Linked DNA regions of Sus scrofa: region 1 is linked to region 2. Evidence: chromatin contacts called from public Hi-C data. All regions are on one chromosome and are shown on one strand. The core of a region is the stretch at or near the end of the contact, and the rest is flanking DNA. Distances in the headings are between cores, read along the strand shown. Region 1 holds the start of USP3 (ubiquitin carboxyl-terminal hydrolase 3). Region 2 holds the start of PIF1 (ATP-dependent DNA helicase PIF1).

The links. A called contact is a pair of places that touch in the nucleus more often than the background predicts.
Region 1: a contact with region 2 is called in a Hi-C map of liver, with 7 times the contacts expected there. The contact joins the promoter of USP3 here to the promoter of PIF1 in region 2. A contact is called at or near these places in 1 of 5 promoter capture datasets (liver) and 1 of 47 Hi-C or Micro-C datasets (liver).

What each region holds. Positions count from the first base shown.
Region 1 is chr1:108,513,987-108,516,873 of Sscrofa11.1, reverse strand. USP3 (ubiquitin carboxyl-terminal hydrolase 3) reads left to right here and starts at 1,263. Exons shown (of 16, transcript XM_021094102.1): 1 at 1,263-1,676.
Region 2 is chr1:107,217,174-107,220,002 of Sscrofa11.1, reverse strand. PIF1 (ATP-dependent DNA helicase PIF1) reads right to left here and starts at 1,423. Exons shown (of 11, transcript XM_021093760.1): 1 at 1,324-1,423; 2 at 7-583. The coding sequence starts at 570. It overlaps LOC110260912 (a long non-coding RNA gene), which reads left to right. Exons shown (of 3, transcript XR_002344495.1): 3 at 792-927.

The DNA.
Region 1 (2,887 bases), core at 14-2,513, 1.3 Mb before region 2:
AGTAAGGAAGGGTCAACAGAGATGCCGCAGGTGAATGGACACCGTTAGGCAGAGGAGTGCGCGGCAGAAACCAAGTGGTGGCGGGTAGTGTGGGGGATGGCGAAGCGTGGGAAGTGACTGAGAGGGCACTCCTGGACTGTTGCAGGACTGCCCTGTGGGGAGGTGCTCTGCTCTAACCACTACCCGGCCTGGCCCGGTTAATCATTTCCTGACCTTCCTTCCTCCTCTCACCCGGCCCGAGGGATTGCCACATCAGCCTTCCCCTCCCCCTCCCTGCCTCCTGGCCCTGTTGCTCCTTCGCCGGGTTTTACAAGGAGCCCCAACTTTGAGGCAATGTTTGTAATAGCCCCAGACATCCCCAAGGCAGTGCCCCCACAAAGATCGCAGCCTCGCTAGGGCGTAACCCCTGCCCCAGAGGCTGGCCCTATCCTTTTTCCACAAAGAGATCAGAGTGCCTGGGAGCCAATCCTAGTACGGATTAACGGTAAAAAGGGGGATGGTAACAGCTGCTGGCGTGATGGTGCGAGGTTTAAATGAGGTATTATTTGTAAAGTGCCTGGTTAGGAGGCAGCAGTGGGTGTTTAACAATTGTTAGGTCCCTTCTCTTTTCGTCACCTGGTAACAGTGACCGCGCTCTCAGCAAACGCAGGTTAAAACTATCTCACTTAAATTTACACTGAGGGTGAGGTATGAATGTCCGATCGTCTGCTCAAAGTAACGGAGATGGTGAGTCACTGTGACAGGGGTTGAACACAGGTTCATGAGTGCCCACGCGGGACCAGCCACTCAGCACCCAGGTGGCTGGCTAAGGTCACGTGTTCAAAAACTGGAACTCGATCACTATCGCACCTGCCGAAGGGAGCAGAACACTAAACTAGCACTGCTCTGGGACCTATGCACCCCGGTGGGTCTAGGCCCTTAATCTAAGCTTGTGTCTTCCTGTGTAAAAATGGGGCCACAGAGCCTGTCTGCCCAGGTGGTTTTTATTTTCTTCACATTTTTTTTGTGTGGTCAGATTTTCTACCGCGCTGTAGCCAGTCCACCACACACAACGCAGAAGCACTCTTTGTGAGCGCTCGCCCGGCCGCGGTAAAAGCGGCGGACTGGCCCTGTGTGCCCTGGTTTAGCGCCCCACCCTTCCAGGGGCGGGGAAGCCGCGGCAGTCCCGGCCAACAGAGTTGGGAAAGTCACTTCCGAGTGCAGCCAGACCCTGGGCGACCCGCCTGCGAGCGCGGGGACCCCCACCCCGCGGGAGAGGACGGGGGCGGGGCTGGGCTTGGAGGCGGGGCCTGCCCGGGGCAGGGCGGGGCCAGCCTGGGAAGACGGAAGCCCCCAGCCTAGGGGTGGCGGCAGAACCCGGATTCCGGAGTACCACGTTTTCCGGAGCCGGGCCTCAGGAGACGGCGGGCGGGAAAACCCGGCTCCCGGAAGCTTTTGCTTTCTTTGACGCAAGGGCTCGGGACTCAGCTGCCGTCTGCCGAGCGCCCGGCGAGGAGCGACCCCAGACGGATCCTTCTTAGTCCCTCCGCCCCCCACCTCGCCGGGTCCCGGAGCCTCCGTCCTTCTCGCCGCTCTCCGGGTGGCCATGGAGTGTCCGCACCTCAGCTCCAGCGTCTGCATCGCTCCGGACTCAGCCAAGTTCCCCAACGGCTCCCCGTCGTCCTGGTGCTGCAGCGGTGAGTGCGGCCCCAGGCGGCCCTGAAGCGCACCCGAGGCCCCGGCTCTGTGGGGCCTGCCGTCTAGGGGCCGCTGGCGGCCGGCGCGCGGACTTGGGAAGGGGTGAGGGCGAGCGGGGCTCGGCGGCTGGGGAGGGGTACGCGGCGAGGCGGGTGGTGCGGCGGCAGGCGGAGCGGCGGCGGCAGCTCCTTTGTTTCCCGGGGCCCGACGGTCCGGCCGGCAAAGGAGAGGCCCGTGAGGGGCGGGAGCCCGCGGGGCCCACGAGCGCGTGGGGGCGGCAGCGAGCGGGGACCTTGGTCAGCGGCTCGCGCCCCCGCGCAGCCCTGCTGTGATCGGGGGCTGCGCTGGCCCGTGTCCCCGGGTCGGGGGCGGCGGGGGCGGGTGTCCGGCCCCCACAAGGCGGCCGCACGTGTGGCGGGGCCCGAGTTTCGTCCCCTCCTTGACGGGACGGCAAAAGCGTTGCTCTCGGGGCGCAGCTTTGTCCAGGCTGCGGGGCGCGCTCTGGGGCCCTTCGCTACCTGCCTGGGCCCCCCATGCACCCGCGACCCGACCCACGCCGACCGGCGGGAACCGGGACCCGGAGAGGTGCTGAGTACTCAGGCGGCGAAGGTCGGAGTCTTTCATCAGCCAGAAAGGGTGAAGTTTGAAAACAGGCTGCTGGTTAAAAAGCTGAGAAGGCTAATCGAGCAGCTGCTTTGGAGGGGTAGCTCGAGTTGTCTTTCATATCTTTCGGATTGTCCGAAATTGCCTTGGGATTTCCGAGTTTTTGTGCTGTAGGACAGTTATTAGGTTTATGTAATGCTTTTGCATTGCTTAAGCTTCTTAACTCCTTCTGCCAGGCCCCTTCGAAGCCCCAGTACCCCCTTATTGTCTGCTCTAGAGACTTAGGATCGCACCGGCCACACTGCTTTGATTACTTCCTGGTAGGGCCCTGGTGCTGCTGATAGTCTTTGTTTATTAGCTTTGAGAGGATCAATGATAGCTTGGGTTGTAGTGTAAAATTTGAATTGTGCATTTCAAAAATCTTAAATTCGTTTGAATAAATAAAGGGAAGAAAATAGCAATGCTACGTACGATTTAGCTGTGTGACATTTCTCCTTGTGTGCCGGAGCTGGGAAGATAGTTTAGAGAATGCACTAACACTTTTGACAGGTTACTTTTTAAAGGGTGAATATTTCCTTGGAGAAAAACTCAGGTAATGCCGCAAAGA
Region 2 (2,829 bases), core at 174-2,673:
CCTCACGGTGTTGGACTTGGCCCCCACCCGGGGCTCCGTGGGCAGTTTCACTGGCGTGGTGTCCGTGACCCGGGTGACCGCCGCGCGCCGCAGCTCCTCGGGCTGCACCGGGCTGATGGTGACGAAGTCGCGGGGCCTTGGGCCAAGAAGTTGAGTGCGGGCGGAGGCTGGCCTGGGACCCGGGGCCGCGGCCAGCTTGAGGCGCAGCGTACGCAGGAAGCGGCGCAGGCGGTCTGGAGGGCAGTCGGAGAGCAGCAGCTGCACAGCGCCGGCCGGGGAAGCGCCATAGGCCGGGAGCCTTAGAGTGCTGCGCCCCATCGCTGCGAAGCGCGTGAAAAGGCGCGCAGCGCGCAAGGGGAAGCAGCGCGGCCGCCCCGCGGGTCCCGGCGCCTTCAGCCTAAGCATCAACTCCCGGCGCTCGTTACGACCCAGGCTCAACTCCGCGGTGCGTAGCGCCTGGCGCCTTCGCGGCTGCCCTCCCGGGCTCAGCTCTTCCACAGCCACGCGGCACCGTAGCTCCGCGTCCTCGCTTTCTGCTGCCGCTGCCTGGGTGCCCGACAGCATTGCCATCGCCTCTGCGGGTCTGTAAAAAGACCGGAGCTCAGGGGTCACGGGGACTCAAGGAATATATCATAGGTTGTATAGAAGCCGTGACGGGGAGCCCGGTGAAGGCCACATAGGGTCACAGAGGCTGTCACTGGTAACACAAAGAGGTCACGGAAATGGTAAAAGGGCCCTAGAGTAAACCGGATTTTCTCTTAGAAATTACTACCCTACACAATAATTTCCAGGGCAGCGGATGGGCAGCGTCAATTGCATCCAGCATTGGAGAACCGCAGCTGTCCGCCAAGTGCCACAGAAGGGAGCCCTGGAACGGAAAAGAAGCCTGCTTCCAAGAGACCCATAGGCGGACACGAGAATCCTGAGTCCTGTCCTTAAGAAGCCAGAGACTTTCACGTTGAGGAGGTGAACAGGAAACATACTCCCTAATAAGCGTCTTATGTCTTCCAGGTACGTTCACTAGTTTACATGCGGCCAAGCAGGTCTCACTCTTCTCCGTGTACAGAAGTGGAAAACAGGCTGAGAGAGGCCACAAGGGGTGGTAGGAGTCAGGGCTCGTGTGATTCTGAAGCCCTGGCGCTTCCCATCTTCAGGGTAGGGATAGAGTAGAGAATCTTTGGTTAGGGAAATCGCAGAGGGACCCTGGGGTGCGGGAATCCATTCTCCCTCCGTCTGACCCACTCGTGTGCACCCTCCCGGCAGGGACCCCTTGAAGAAGAAGGTTCTCTGCCTCCCACCTCTGGCATCCGAGTGAACACTCACTTGCGACGGACAAGCTGAACAGAGCCGGCATGCACGCAAAGGTAGGACACTGGGAACTTTCAAATCCTGGGAGTAGAGAATCACCCTATCATCGGCCGGATCTTTAAATTTTCCAGCCAATCATAGACAGCGGGCGTGGCAACGGGCGTGTCTTTGGGTGTCTACTCTTGGAGCCTGGGCTGTACCAATAGCACGCCGGAGGGAGAGGCTTATTGTGCTGGCGGAGCGTACCAAGTCGCGCGGACAGGTAGGAGTAGGGGGAGGAAGAAGTGAGCGCATCCGGGCGGCGCGTGGTGTTGTGTGTCTGACTTATTTTCAAGCCTCCAGCACACTCTCCTTCCTCCGCTTTAAGCCCTCACACAGCAGCTGAACTTGGCCTTGGGGAAGAGCTGCCTTTGATCCCTCGCATTCCTGTTTACATTTATAGGACCGTTTGCTCATTTCTGGGCAAACCACATCCCTCCACCGCCTGTTGCTACTGCTGTCTCTGTCTGCCCCGAAACTTTCTACACTTCCTCTGCCCTTGTAAGCGTCGTTTTACGTATTCGTCCTTCCCATCCGGCTGAGGGCCAACAGTGTAGAACTCAGACCTGTGGCCGGATGCTCAAGAGTACAAGGGAAGTGAATGAGCCTCTGTTTTCAGGGAATCAGTAATCCCTCTTATTGCTCTGGCTGCTCAGGGAATTTATTTATTTTTTATTTTTATTTTATTTTTTTGTCTTTTTGCCATTTCTTGGGCTGCTTCCCACAGCATGTGGAGGTTCCCAGGCTAGGGATCCAATCGGAGCTGTAGCCGCCGGCCTATGCCACAGCCACAGCAACACGGATCCGAGCTGCAACTGCGACCTACACCACGGCTCACTGCAACGTCAGATCCTTAACCCACTGAGCAAGGCCAGGGACCGAACCCGCAATCTCATGGTTCCTAGTCAGATTCGTTAACCACTGAGCCACGACGGGAACTCTGGGAATTTATTTTTAATTATCTTTTTTTCTCCTCATTAAATCTTGGAATGACAGAGCTGGAAGGGATCTTACAGGTGAGTCAGCCCCCTCATTTATTGAATTGCCCCCATTTTTCAAGTGAGGAAACCAAGGCTCCAAGAAGTTTGTTTGTTTGTTTGTTTGTTTGCGGGGGGAGTCTGTACCCACTGTATATGGAAGTTCCTGGGCCGGTGATCCAAACCCAGCTGCAGCTGTGAACTATGCTACACCTGCAGCAATGCTGGATCCTTAAGCCACTGTGCCACAGTGGAAACTCCGTTTAGACTATTTTTAAGTGCACAATTCATTACCTTTAAGAACATTCAGGGAGTTCCCTTTGTAGCTCAGTGGTTAATGAACCCGACTAGGATCCATGAGGATGTGAGTTGGATCCCTGGCCTCGATCTGTGGGTTAAGGATTGGGCATTGCCATGAGCTGTGGTGTAGGTCGCAGATGCGGCTCGGATTCCGCATTGCTGTATATGTGGCTGAGGCCGGCAGCTGTAGCTCCAATTGGACCCC